4 separate regions of the Mus musculus genome follow, and all the other regions are linked to region 3. The links are chromatin contacts, called in public ChIA-PET and promoter capture Hi-C maps. All regions are on one chromosome and are shown on one strand. The core of a region is the stretch at or near the end of the contact, and the rest is flanking DNA. Distances in the headings are between cores, read along the strand shown.

Region 1 (3,042 bases), core at 221-2,720, 430 kb after region 3:
ATCCTCATTAGGAATTAGTGCAAAGGGGCAGCAGCTATTTTGAACTCCAGTGAGCGAGGCTGTCTTGGGGACACGCACTTTCCTTTCTATCTTGACACACTCAAGAATCAGCTCATCCAGGTCGGCCACTTCAGTTGACCATAAGAGTTCCTTTCGAAAAATTTCTGACAAGCCTTTGAGAAATTGGTTTTGGAGGCGACAGTCATCCCAAGACAAGAACTGGGCCAAGAACTGAAAAGCATCTGCATAGCTGCCCAGGGTACAGTTTCCCTGCTTGAGCTTGCGTATGGCCTTTTTAGCCACGCGTGAGGGGATGGGGCCACAGAATTCCTTACGGATTTCATCCAGGAAGCGCGGGAAGTTGGCATGCAAGGAGCTTCCTTCCTGAGTGACTGAGATAGCCCAGTCTCTCGCTTCCCCTGTGAAAAAGGAGATGAGAAATGCCACCCGTTCCGCGCCCCCAGGGAAGTGATCCTCGTGATCTGCTATGAAAGTCTCTAGCTGCATCAGAAATTCAGCCAGGTACACTGGGTCGCCTGAAAAGGGTTCTATGTCTGGCCGCTCCAGCGGTGGCAAAAGGAACTCAAAGGTTGGCTCCTTTAACATGGGGGAGTGCAGTTCCGGCTGGGACGGGCTGGGTGACAGAGGAGGGTCACTGGACCCGTCGGGGTTGGTATAGTCCTGGACCACATTAATCAAAAGATCATCTGAGACGTACTCGGGATCTGTGCGTGGAGGAGGCCAGCACAGGAAAGGCACCTCCTCCTCCTCCTCTTCCTCCTCCTCAGGAGTGGGATCAGTCTCATTGAGCAGGAACTCAAAGTTCTCCTCGGCAAGGACCGGTACTATGGGCATGGGCCAGCGGATGTAGCTCGAGACATTGCCCCGCAAGGAATTAACCTCGGCCAAGGCTCTTCCGAGCTGCAGGCCCAGCTGGACATTCTCTCCTCGAAGGGCATTTAACTCCTCTCGCAGGGCCACATTCGCCAAGCGGAGGCTATTGAGATTTCCCGCCGCTTCAGACATTGTGACAAGTTCCTGGGGCTTTGAGTGCTGGGCACTTGGGGGTAGGGAGTTATGGGGAGTGCAGGAGGAGGCAGAAATGAGGAGGTGGGCGTGGGAGGAGACCAACGTGCGGCGACAGGGCGACCCGGCGCAAGCGAGCCCGGGCCACACCCACAGGGGCTCGGTCCGGGACGCGTTACCTCGTGGCAGGGGTCGGAGAGAGAGCAGGCAGCAGCTCGGGACCTGGAGGCGGCAGGCGCAGGAGACAGACGAGACGCTGGCAGAGGTGACGCCAACAGAGGCAGGCAGAGTAGGAGGGAAGGGACTGCGGCAGGATCTGTCGAGGAAAAATCTTGCAGACAGCGATCCCTCTCGCCTTTTAAGCTCAGCTACGCGCGCCCCCCGCAGGGGCGGGCCTTCGGGAACCGAGGGAGCCCACTGGCTCCCGCGGCTGCGCTCTCACTCACTCTCTCCTTCCCTAGCTGCAGCTAACTCGGGTCGGGAAAATGCGACAGCGACTGCCCACTCGAGGTCGTCATGGCGACAGCCAGTGAACGTGTTCCTCTCCTCGGGCAGGCCCCCGAGTGTAGAGGAACTGCTTCGCGAGGCGCAGCTCAATCTCCAGAGCCTGTTGCAAGGTACTGCGAGGGTGGGGGGCTGCCTTAGAGGCAGCTGCGCAGCAGGAGGGAGGCAAAGAAGAAATGGGGAGCAGCAAAAGAAAAGAAAACAGTTCCAAACCATCTCTCTTTTCACCTTCCAGACTGATGATGCTAACATTCTGTTTCCAGTGCTGTTGCTCCCTTCCTCCCTCCCTTTTTGGTTCAGTAGTCCATAAAGGGAGAAAGGATACAGGCTGAGACAGGGTAGTGGTCAAGCAATTCACGGAGAAGGAAATGGGAGACTCCCTCAATGGGGACCCACATTCCTTCCAGCCCTCCTGTTATATAGCCCATGCCTTGGGATGCTGGCACCAGAAAACAAAGGGGTTTCTCCTTACCTGGACTTCACACACTCTGCTCTTGTAATAACCTCCCAACCACAATGAGCTCCTCCATATATCTCTCCAAGCTGAGGATGTAGCTTAGTGGTAGCATGTGCAAGGCCCAAGCTTCTATGTCCAGCACCACAAAAAAAAAAAAAAAGCCATCTCTTGTACCTTTGAGTTTCTCTTACTACTTGAGTTTTTCAGAGACACTGGACACAGGGCTGAATTCCCCCAGGAGGTGCCCAATGGATACGAAATGTACAAAATATCTTGTCAGTTCTTATATCTCCGTGCCAGCATATATTAATCCCAGTGCAGAACAGAAAACATCTGATGGGCCTCCCAAGGGGGATACAGTGGAAACCCCCAGCTCCCCGAAAAGGGCAGTAGTGACCTTAGAGAAGCAAGATGCTAAGAGATAATCATGAGCCCTGTGTCCAACAAGGAAGAGCTACCATGCAAGAGGGGGAGGGGAGTGAATGTGCTAGTTTAGCAAAGGTAGAATTAGGACCAGGAAGCAGAAACTCAGAGAGAGGCAGACCTCCACCTCCAGACAAAGAAAAACTTTTCCAACATGCCCAGGGGCCACAGTTCAAAGGGAAGAGTGCTCTTTGGGTATCTGCCCTGAGACTTAAGAGCACCTGGAAGGGCTTCTGAAGAGGGAATCGGAGCAGAGAGCGCAGACATTGCTGCAGAGAATCAGCCCTGAGAGCAGCCTCAGCACCAGATTCAGAGCACACAGAGCCTGGAATGTCCATTCTGACCTCTCACTTTCTGCATGTCATCTAAGCCATGGCTTTGGTCAGGCCCGTTCACATCTTACACATACTTCCGTCATCATGTGTCCATGAACTTGGCTGTCTTCTATGCCACCACCTTCGGTTTCCTGACTTTTAGCCTCCCTAGACCTGACCCCACCCACAGTGGAACCAGACCTAGAAAACATCAATCGTGAGTTCTTGCGGCCAGGTATGGCGGCACAAGCCTGTATGTAACTCCAGCACTCAAGAGACTGAGGCAGGAGGATCTTGAGTTCTGAAGCCAGCCTGGGC
Region 2 (3,424 bases), core at 346-2,845, 390 kb before region 3:
AGAAAATAGGGGGAAACTACAGCTGGTTCAAACTTAGTGTGCTTAGTTGAAAGATGGGGCAGGAAAAGTGTAACTTGAACCTGAAGAGCTTTCCTAGAGTTTGAACATTACAGTACTTTGGATTTTTAGGCCCACCTGTTTCCTTGTGTAAATCACTTGATCTCTGAGATCATCTGTATTTTCATCTATAAAACAGATATAATAGTGGTTAACCATACCTTGCATGGTTAAGTGAGCTGTAAGTGAGCTAATTTTGATATGCTGGTTTGAATAAGAATGCCCCCCATAGGCCCACTAGGAAATGGCTTTATTTGAAAGGATTAGAAGGATTAGAAGCCGGTGCACTGTTGAAGAACTTAAACCCAGTCATAATGTCTCCATTTAGAATTTGGAAGTAGCAAGTTACAGAAGTGGAAAGGTGACCATCAGTGTGGCTGAGAAGGTTAGGTAGACCCAGAACAGCCTCTAACCAAATTCAGAGCTTAAGAGTAGGGATCGGGGATTTAGCTCAGTGGTATAGCACTTGCCTAACAAGGGCTAAGGCCCTGGAGTCGGTCCTCAGCTCCAGAAAAAAGACAAAATAACAGAGGTTAAAGGTAGCTAGAGGGTGGAGGTATAGGTGCAGAAAGAGATTAAAAAAAAAAAAAGTTCAGTTGGAGACATGTTGAATGAGAAGCCATTGAAGATCAGAACAAGGAGAAGATCAGTATTTCAGAGGCCTGCATAGCTGACAGAGGAAACTAGCAAGACTGTCTGTGAAATGTACATAGAAAATGGAGAGAGTGCACCATAACCAATGAACACTGTTTGTTGTTACACAAGCTTCCCTCTCAACTCCCCAAGTGAGTGTGTCTTATTTTCTAATCAGATCCCTACTTGTTGATACTCTTTCTGCTTCTTATAAGGGCAATACATTTTCACTTTGCTTTCTTAGTGAAGGATGGGAAAATCTAGCGTCTTTCAAAACGATCTTTTGGGCGACCCCGAAACTCGAGGAAGTGGGTGAAAAGGGAAGGAATGAGGAAAAATATTTTTAAGAAAAGAAAAAGAGTCCGGGACGACCTCTAATCATTAAAGTTCCACCTCCCCACATCCTGCCACGCGCCGCTCTCCTGCGGCCGATATCGGACTCCTGATCGCAAGGTAGGACGGGAGATGTAGTCTTCGAGAACGACCAGGGTGGCACGATTCGAGAACTCAGTTTCCCAAGTGGCTCCTGAGGCGCGTGCGCAGATGGCTGCCCCAGCGAGTGGTAAACAGAGACGTCTGGCGGGGGCTGCTGCTTGGAGCAAAACAAAAGGGAAACCCGGGGGGCGGGGGGTGGGGGGGTCCGATAGGGGATTCAGTTCTGGAGTTGGGGAGGCTGGGGCCGCAAGAACCTTGACCCTCTCAAGAGTGACCTGGAGGGAAGAGGCGAGGGGAGGGAGAGCCAGGGGAGGGACAAGTGACGCCCGGGAGCGGGGCGTGGGGGAGGGCAGCGATCCGGGTGGAGGAAATTTGGGAGGAGTGTCCGGGGGGCAGCAACTTGAAAGGGGGAGGGAACTTCGCTGAGGAGACGTTCGGTGATGGGAGCGCAATGTATGAGGGGATACGGTGCCTCAGGTTTAAAAGAGCAGGAAGCTGAGTGAGAGGGTGCAGAAAGTGCCTTCGCTAGGCGGAGGTTACAGGTGGTGCCTCAGAGCGCTACTCTGAGGCTGCAGCCCGGACTCCGGAGGGGATCGGAGAACGGAGTGAAAGGGACAGTTTAGGAGCTAGAGTCCGGAGACGAGGGAGAAGTTCGTGACTTTCTGAGAACTGGAAAGAATGTGTTTCCCCCCTTGGGGGAGGCATGGTGAGGGACTGTGGCAGGCTCCACTGATCGCTGAGCTGCAGAGGTTCGACCCCACGTATGGATCCAGAGAATAAGAAGTCAGCCACAGGGGCTGCCGCGATCCTAGACCTCGATCCCGACTTCGAACCCCAGAGCCGTCCGCGATCCTGCACCTGGCCCCTTCCTCGACCAGACCTCGCTACGGAGCCACACGAACCGTCCGAGGTGGAGCCCAGTCTGGGACAGAAGGTACCCACGGAGGGACACTCCGAACCGATCCTGTTGCCCTCTCGGCTCCCAGAGCCGGCAGGGGGCCCCCAGCCGGGAATCCTGGGGGCTGTAACAGGTCCTCGGAAGGGAGGCTCCCGCCGGAATGCCTGGGGAAATCAGTCATATGCAGAACTCATCAGCCAGGCCATTGAAAGCGCCCCGGAGAAGCGGCTGACACTCGCCCAGATCTACGAATGGATGGTCCGCACGGTGCCCTACTTCAAGGACAAGGGTGACAGCAACAGCTCGGCAGGATGGAAGGTAAGTATGACTCCCTTACCTTCACGCCATCCACCCTTGGACCCCTCTAGTTACTCTCACTCCGGGGCCCCCCATTACCGCCTTTCCACCCCTTTGGAAAGCCCAAAGATCCACCTTTAATCTTCAGTTAGACAGGCATTTACTTAGTACATAGTATATACCACACTCTGAGCAGCTTGAAGCAGGAGGATCGGAGATGAATAAGACACTGTCCCTGCTCTGAGGAAAATCGAATTCTCTACTCGCTACTCAGCACTTTGGCTTGAGCTGCTCCAAACATTTATTCCCACAGAGAAGTCTTTATCCTATGTACAGCAGGAACTGTGTGGATTCTCCACCGGCACCTAGCCTTCCCTCCTCCCTCCCCTCCCACCCAACACCTTTTGGCCCATTCCTGCGGGATTACTCGGATTCCCTGCTCGCCTCCCAATACCTCAGTGAACAGAACTGTTCTACGATTGCTCTGCCCAAGAGGGAGTGGGCGGTGAAGGGGGGCAAAGTGGTTGGTATCCATGGGGAAAGGTAGCGACCTTGTGCACTAAGGAAAGAGGCCCGCAAGCTGCTATCTGCCTCAGTTTACCTTCTCCTGACGAAAATCCTTCCTTGTAAGGCGCTCTCCAAACTCACGGGGAAAGTCTTTGTTCAGGAATACTACTCATGGAGAAAGGAGGTATCATATAGCTTTGACTTTCGAGTCCAAGTTGGTCCTTGGTCTTTCTTGAAGAAACTGGGAAGATCTCAAACGGTAACTCTGAAAACTTCGCCAGAGAAATACGGACTCTAATCACAAAACTAAGGAGGGTTCAGCCCGTATCCATGCCTTGTATCTCTCTCTGTAGGTGGTTTGTGTTAGTGTACCAAGTACAGCGGACAGAATGGACCTTCACGTAGACGTTAGAGTGAGGGAGCAGATCTACAATGTGCGGAGGGGCCAGACTGAACAGAAGATGGGACAGCTGACCGAGACCCTTGGCGCTATTTCTGGGTAGACTGCCATGCCACAATCTGAAGCTCACAAAGAGCTTCCCTCCTTGGACGCAGCCTGCACAGCTGTTTTTCTTTTCCCTTAAGTTGATTTTCCAG
Region 3 (2,973 bases), core at 417-2,916:
GAAGTTAGGCTTGACTGGTAAATCCCTGGAACCAAACCTCCAAGATCCTATTATTGGAGGCTCCTGGACCAATTCCTTGAAGGAGTTTTCCTTCCTGAGCTACATGAGCCTCACAATCCAATTTTTTCATAGCAGCGTGAGACTCCTTTCAGATGAGGGAACCCCAGATCAGTTTTCTATGAGTCAAATAGCTGTCCGACTGGGAGCATGACCTGACATTTAACGACTTTTTACTTAATTAACTATCACGCACTAATCAAGAAGGCCTAAACATCTGCTAGTAGAATCTGAGTTGCCTTTCTTAATGAGGAAAAGCTGAGTTCTTTCAACAAAGGTGGATCACTTGGTGGGTTTGGGGCTTGCCAGGTGTATCAAATGAAAAGATAAGGCCAATCAATATCCAGGAGAGTTTGAATGGCAAGCTTTCTTTTTTACTACATGTTGTGGTTCTGTGGGGCAGAAGAAATGAACAATATTATCAACTTTTTCTGCACTCATAATCCAAAGTTCATAGGTTGTTTGGCAATCTCAAGAAACTGAAACAGCCTTTGAGGATTTGTTTTTTATTTCACCAAGGAGCTAGACAGCAAACATTTTTACACAAGCTCACTAATTTTTCCTAGATCAAAGAGTTTTGAAACGGAAAGACTCTAAGAGAGCTAACTGTAGTCCCCAGTGGCTTGTAATAATCACTTAGTGACGTGTCTTAAAACTGTCAAGGAACAAGGCAGGAAATATAAATTAATAACAATGTGACAAAAATGTCCAAACACTGGGCTTGAAACCGTAAGAGGATCCAAAGAGCTGTTTTGTCAAAGGAAGGCAATTGGAAATTCATTGTAGTTGTGTGGTTTAGGAAGAAGGCAAAGGAACACAGTTTGCTTTGTTGAATTGCCTTAAGCTCCAAGGCATTTGCAGTCCTTAATGATTCTGACGAAACAAGGTCACAATTCAGGATCAGGAATTTTGAGGAAAAAGGCATCCTCTTTAACATTTCTGTGGTTGCTTTTGACATGCAAACTCCTAGCATTTACCCTGTTACCATCCCGAATCTCACAAACGATTTTGAATTTTAGGGTTATATGGTTCAAATCGAACACATTTGGGTTCACTCAGCTCAGGGAGACTGTCCGTTTTTCTCATCAAAGTACTTAAATTCATGGGTGGAGTCTGAATCAAAAAGCATTCAAATCGAACCGGCTCCCCCATTGTTTTGAACAGCCCCGTCTCTGAAACGCAAATATTCGCGTTTACTTGCTTAGAACTAACACGTTGGTCGTGTAAACTACCCTTTTCTGTTGAATGGAGTTAATTAAACTTTTCTAGACGCTCTGACATTCTAACATCGACATCACTGACCAGGTAGTAGACTCGTACTTTAGCGCTTGCCAAAAAAAAAAAAAAAAAAAAAAAAAAAAAAAGTAATCGACGGGCGTTTTTTGCCCTTCCGCCTTGCTCTTAAAAACTTGCTGGCTCTTGCCCCATAGGGAGCCCTTAACCCGGAGTTGCCTAGACAGGGTTGTCGCATGCGCTCTCTACAGTCATGTTTGTCGCAATGGACCTTGGGCGGAAGGTTACGTAAGAGCAAATGACTTTGATTACAGTCACTTGGTCGGTAGTCTTGTTACGCGCTACCTCCGCGGGGTACTTGATTATAACAGAAAGTAGTTCCGGCTTGTGTTGTTTCGGTCGAGGAGCCCTCGCCGCCATTTCAAGACAGTGAGAGGTAGATGTCTACCAAGAGTTCCTAAGATTCGAGTTCAGTATTCTGTGCCGCCCCCTGAGCCCTTCAAAACACTGATACGGCTGCTGCCTTTTTTCTGCTACTTCTAGAACCATTCTTGTCAGTAGTGGCGGCAGTAGAAGTCAATTACCCCTTGTTCTATCTCAAGAAGCTCCAGATGGCGTCTTCCGTGGGCAACGTGGCCGACAGTACAGGTACTAGTGTCCCATTCTACTCTGGCAGACGTCCCTTTGGGGTCTGGCGCCGTCTTGTATCTTTCATTACTTCCCTCTGACCATCCCCATTACATCAGTGGCATTACTGAGCTCTCGAGTTCTACTGCTATCTGATCGGGTTTGGTGCTGCCGTCCGTTCGTAAACATTCTCTAGTTGCTTGCTTGCATTTTGCTTGCTTTGGGGGCTTTTTCGTTGTTGCTTTATCCCATCAGTGTTGTAGCCTTCTCTCTCGGGACGAATCTATAGCACACGTGCGCGCTTAGTGTGTCTTGGAATGGGCTGCATTGGAATCTCTGCAATTTCTGTCTCCCGTCGCAACTGTTTTCTCCCTCAATTTCAGCCCGTCGCTCCCTCCCGTGCGCTTCCACCTCCTCCCCAAAGCCCCTTTCCCTTAGCCACATTTGGTCCTCCTTTGCCAGGCTAGGGCGGGGATGCTATTTCGGTGTAATCCTAGCCTCACTTTGCATCAGGCATGACTAGCGAAGGCTCCTCGGTGTGCTTCCAAGTAGCACCAAGAAGAGCTACTTGAGCCCGCACCCCGCCGGGGCAGCGCCTTGTGTTCTTGGGTTGAGCGGCCCCGATTTAGGTTGGAAATTTCCAGGGGTTCTCTTAGCCATCACCCAATTGCACCCGCTGCCCCAGTACGGAGTTTCCTACCCTGGTCAGCCCTCCCTGCTTGTTGCAACCACACCCTTCCTCTGCGAACGTGCCAGCCCGACAGTCGTTTCTTATCCTCAGGGAAGAAACCACCTCGGTGTGTTGCTTGGCGGCGACCACCCTGCCCGCCCTCCTAATTCTCTTTCTTTGTGTTACTTTCTCTATGTATTCCTCCGCCATGGCCTCTGGGTTTTCATCCCCATTCTTTAGCCCAGTATCTCTTTATCCATAGGGTGTGCATTATTATTTCTTTTTTAAGTTTCCATCCTTGCTTGAAGAGTTTGTAAAGCAACTGGAGTGTAGCTGCACAAGTGCAAAGCGGTTGCCTCTTTTCAACGATGCATCTCCAAGCCTTT
Region 4 (3,043 bases), core at 299-2,798, 310 kb after region 3:
AGCATGAAAGGTTACTCATGTCTAACTTTTTTTCTGTGGCTCTAGAGCACCATGTCCGTTCGGTGGTGCTACTAGCCACAGGTACCCACATGGAAACCAAATGGACCTCGATGCTTGGCTCAGGCTGGAGCTGTCTGAATGATTCATCAGGCTCTCTCAGGGTCAAACCTTAGGTCTACAAAGACCTTCAGCATCACGGGGAAGCAGTCGTTAGCTACAGCTTTCCACACTTTCCTCAAAGGGAACAGTAGGACCTGGATTAGGGTTTCTTTGGCTTCCACAAATGCTGTCTGGGCAAGCAGTGCTGTGCCTACCTATGTTCCATTCAGCCCAGAGGATAGGCCGTGCCCTCACAAATCTGGATTCTCTTCTGCATGTTTATTGTCTCCAAAGCAGAGGTGGGACCTTAGCTGCAGGCTGTGATCTGTGTTTCTTACAGTCTAAGGAAACAAGCAATATATTACTAATAAAGAAAATAAAACAGGCAGTGGCAAACACCAGAGGCGGGTGCAAAGGCGATGTGGACTTTAACTGCATAACTTTTTGATCTACTAGTAAATCCTTCTTAACCCCAGAGCCATGTCCATGTCATGCACTTGATTCAACTGCACATCCTGCCAAGGTTCCAGGGTCATCTTAGTTGCCTCTCTCTCTCCCATCTGTTCCAATTTCTGGTGCACATTCCTAACTCACAGCTCCTGCTCCTATTCCCATGCTTAGGTCTTGTTTTGCTTTGCTTTAGAAACAGTCTCACTATTATTCTTAACTATGTTGCTCTGGCTGTCCTATAACTCACTTTGTAGACCAGGTTGGTCTCAAACTCAAGGAGATCTGCCTGCCTCTGCCTCCCAAGTGCATGTGTCACTATGCCCAGCTCTGTGTCCCGCTCCTTAACTCAAAGCATTTCACACACTCAAGCCCCACACCTGTCTGCCTTTCTCATTAGGAGCTATTTTACAGCTTTTAATTTTGAAATGGTAAATGTTTGCTATAATGCTTGAATTTCAAAGTCCTTTATGACATCATCGTTTAACTGACCCTTCCTGAGTGTGTCTGGTGTGTGTGAGTGGAGGAGGGGTGCAATTTGATGCTGTGGAAAGCCCATCTCACCTGAACTTTGGAGTCACACATAACTGAGTCATATAGCCCCTCCCCTATTCTTTAGCGGTTTGTTCCCTGCCTTCGCCCCCATCTTCCCCTGGTCCTCAGTCTCTATCCCCATCAGAAGTTGTAATGAATCGACGCGAGGTTCTGGTGTGTGTGTGGGGGGGGGGGTGAATAATGCTGGGGTTCATACAGGACTGGGGCCCAGGAGGGCAGAGCAGGCCAAGTGTGCCCCGGCTGGTTTGCGTGAGCAGAGCAGCTCTGTGCAGCTCCGCGCGTCACCAGGCGCGTGCGGAGGCGGCAAGAGCGGCGGGCGGTGAGTCATGGTCCCCGCGCACCTCCGGAACTGGAGGCTGCTTGGCGCAGCACAGCCCCCGCCTAGCTCCCTGCTCCTCCCCGCTCCTGGGGCGGACGGGCGGCATGAAAGCCTGATGCCGGGCGGCAGAGGGCGCTGCTGTGCAGCTGCTGGCAAGCCAAACAAAAAAGGCTGGAGCTGCCTCTGGCTGGGAGGGATGAACAGCAGCCCAGAGGCGGGGCGAATGGGGGAATGAATGCCAGGGCAGCCTTGCTGTTTTTAAGAGAAAGGAAGTGTACTTCAGAATGATTCATCCCTGCACAGAGTGATGGGGCAGTGGATCCCCCTACCCACCGAAGGAGAATGCCTTTCTTGCTTAGCCTAAGCTGTCTAAAGTTAGCAGCATTATCCATTCCTTAGAGAGGGTCCCTGATAGAGCGGGTTACCTCTTTTCAAAATGGATCTGCCCAAGGGACTTAGCCTGCAACCTTCTTTCCTCTGATGATTGCCACTTGAGGAAAGTGGCCTAAGATTTGAGCTGACAGTAATGCAGGGCAAGAGAACGTGCTCTACTTATCGGTGACCAACGTCCCACTGTCGTCGTGTTTTTTTTTGTCTTGAAATTGCTCTGTGTGTGTGTCCTTGAGCTTTTGCTCAGGGTAGAACCCAGAGCCTTGTGCATAATAGATAAGTGCTATTCAACTGAGCAACATCCCCAAACCCAAACTTAAGCACCATCATTCATTCATTCATTCACTGTGAACATCTTCACAATGTTTGAAAGCCAGTCACAGTGCAGAGAAGGAAGAGAACCAAATGTTAAAACAATGATCCTTAGCAGAAAACAGCTTATGCTTGACCCGGGACACCTAAGTAAATACATGCAAGAGCTTCATGCTGCACCTTGGAACTGAGTTGTTTTGGTCGCTGATGCATTCTGGGAGCACACAACAGTTACTGACACACAATAGACACTCATTTGTCCAGGGAATGCTAGAGACGTTCAGGAGAGTACATGGGACCCAGAAGAGTCCAGGATGAAGATGTTAGCCAGATGGAGATTAAGACAGAGAGAAAAGAGCCTTGGCAAAATAGAGGTCTCCATCCTCACCTCCCTGTGCCTCCCTTCCCTCATTCAAGGAGAAAAGCAGAGACCTGGCTCTGAATCTAAATGTGCTTCCAGAAATGAGCCCAAGTGTATAGGTTAGGGCCTGGCCAGAGCTTCTGACCTCTGACTTAGCTCGGCTTCAGATTACAAACTTGCCTATTTTCCGTGCTCCTCTCCCCCCCCACCCCCTCACTCTGTCTTCCCTCAAACTCCCCTAGAATAAATTATCTATGACATGAAAGTCTGTACTTGTGTTTTGTCATGAGGTTTATTTTTTGTATTAATTGTATTTCAAAATAAAGGCTTTGTTGTTTACAGATCTTTATACTAGCACAATTTTGCTGTAGGAAAACAAGTCAACACTTTTGTACTAAGAATAAAATAAAAATCCAGCCATAGTTTCACCGTCCAAAGTAGTGCTTGGCGTTTGGAATGCTTCCATTACAATTCACACACACTGGCACTCATCCAGTTAGAACTGGTACAGACTGAATCTTATGTTCCTAAGAAAAACATGAGCTTGGACAGTGGTCTCT

Evidence for each region. Promoter capture Hi-C pulls out the DNA fragments that hold promoters and counts their contacts. ChIA-PET counts read pairs in DNA pulled down with a chosen protein or histone mark.
Region 1: a contact with region 3 is called in a promoter capture Hi-C map of embryonic stem cells. The contact joins the promoter of Rtl5 here to the promoter of Ogt in region 3. A contact is called at or near these places in 7 of 39 promoter capture datasets (the 3T3-L1 cell line, the HPC-7 cell line, the SN4741 cell line and 3 more) and 1 of 115 datasets of contacts at active chromatin or transcription factors (bone marrow-derived dendritic cells).
Region 2: a contact with region 3 is called in an RNA polymerase II ChIA-PET map of memory CD8 T cells, with 99 read pairs. The contact joins the promoter of Foxo4 here to the promoter of Ogt in region 3. A contact is called at or near these places in 2 of 39 promoter capture datasets (erythroid cells and pre-B cells), 1 of 484 Hi-C or Micro-C datasets (CD4 T cells), 3 of 115 datasets of contacts at active chromatin or transcription factors (effector CD8 T cells, memory CD8 T cells and thymic regulatory T cells) and 3 of 9 other capture datasets (adipose tissue, liver and pancreatic islet).
Region 4: a contact with region 3 is called in a promoter capture Hi-C map of liver, with 2.0 times the contacts expected there. The contact joins the enhancer-like site here to the promoter of Ogt in region 3. A contact is called at or near these places in 1 of 39 promoter capture datasets (liver), 2 of 484 Hi-C or Micro-C datasets (embryonic stem cells and uterus), 2 of 115 datasets of contacts at active chromatin or transcription factors (embryonic forebrain and embryonic limb bud) and 1 of 9 other capture datasets (adipose tissue).

Annotation. Positions count from the first base shown.
Region 1 is chrX:102,069,837-102,072,878 of GRCm38.p6, forward strand. Rtl5 (retrotransposon Gag like 5) reads right to left here and starts at 1,471. Exons shown (of 2, transcript NM_001278534.1): 1 at 1-1,471. The coding sequence starts at 1,026. Nhsl2 (NHS-like 2) reads left to right here. Exons shown (of 8, transcript NM_001163610.1): 2 at 1,488-1,643.
Region 2 is chrX:101,252,933-101,256,356 of GRCm38.p6, forward strand. Foxo4 (forkhead box O4) reads left to right here and starts at 1,596. Exons shown (of 3, transcript NM_018789.2): 1 at 1,596-2,341. The coding sequence starts at 1,889.
Region 3 is chrX:101,638,385-101,641,357 of GRCm38.p6, forward strand. Ogt (O-linked N-acetylglucosamine (GlcNAc) transferase (UDP-N-acetylglucosamine:polypeptide-N-acetylglucosaminyl transferase)) reads left to right here and starts at 1,667. Exons shown (of 22, transcript NM_139144.4): 1 at 1,667-1,938. The coding sequence starts at 1,902.
Region 4 is chrX:101,952,868-101,955,910 of GRCm38.p6, forward strand. The region is part of intron 1 of Nhsl2 (NHS-like 2); the gene reads left to right. Among named protein-coding and RNA genes, the nearest start is that of Gm25828, 42 kb to the left of the region's middle. Within about 2 kb of position 1,549, at least 231 of the 459 cell types and tissues checked have an H3K27ac peak or open chromatin away from gene starts, as enhancers often do. A contact at or near this core is called in embryonic limb bud and liver, where this site is marked.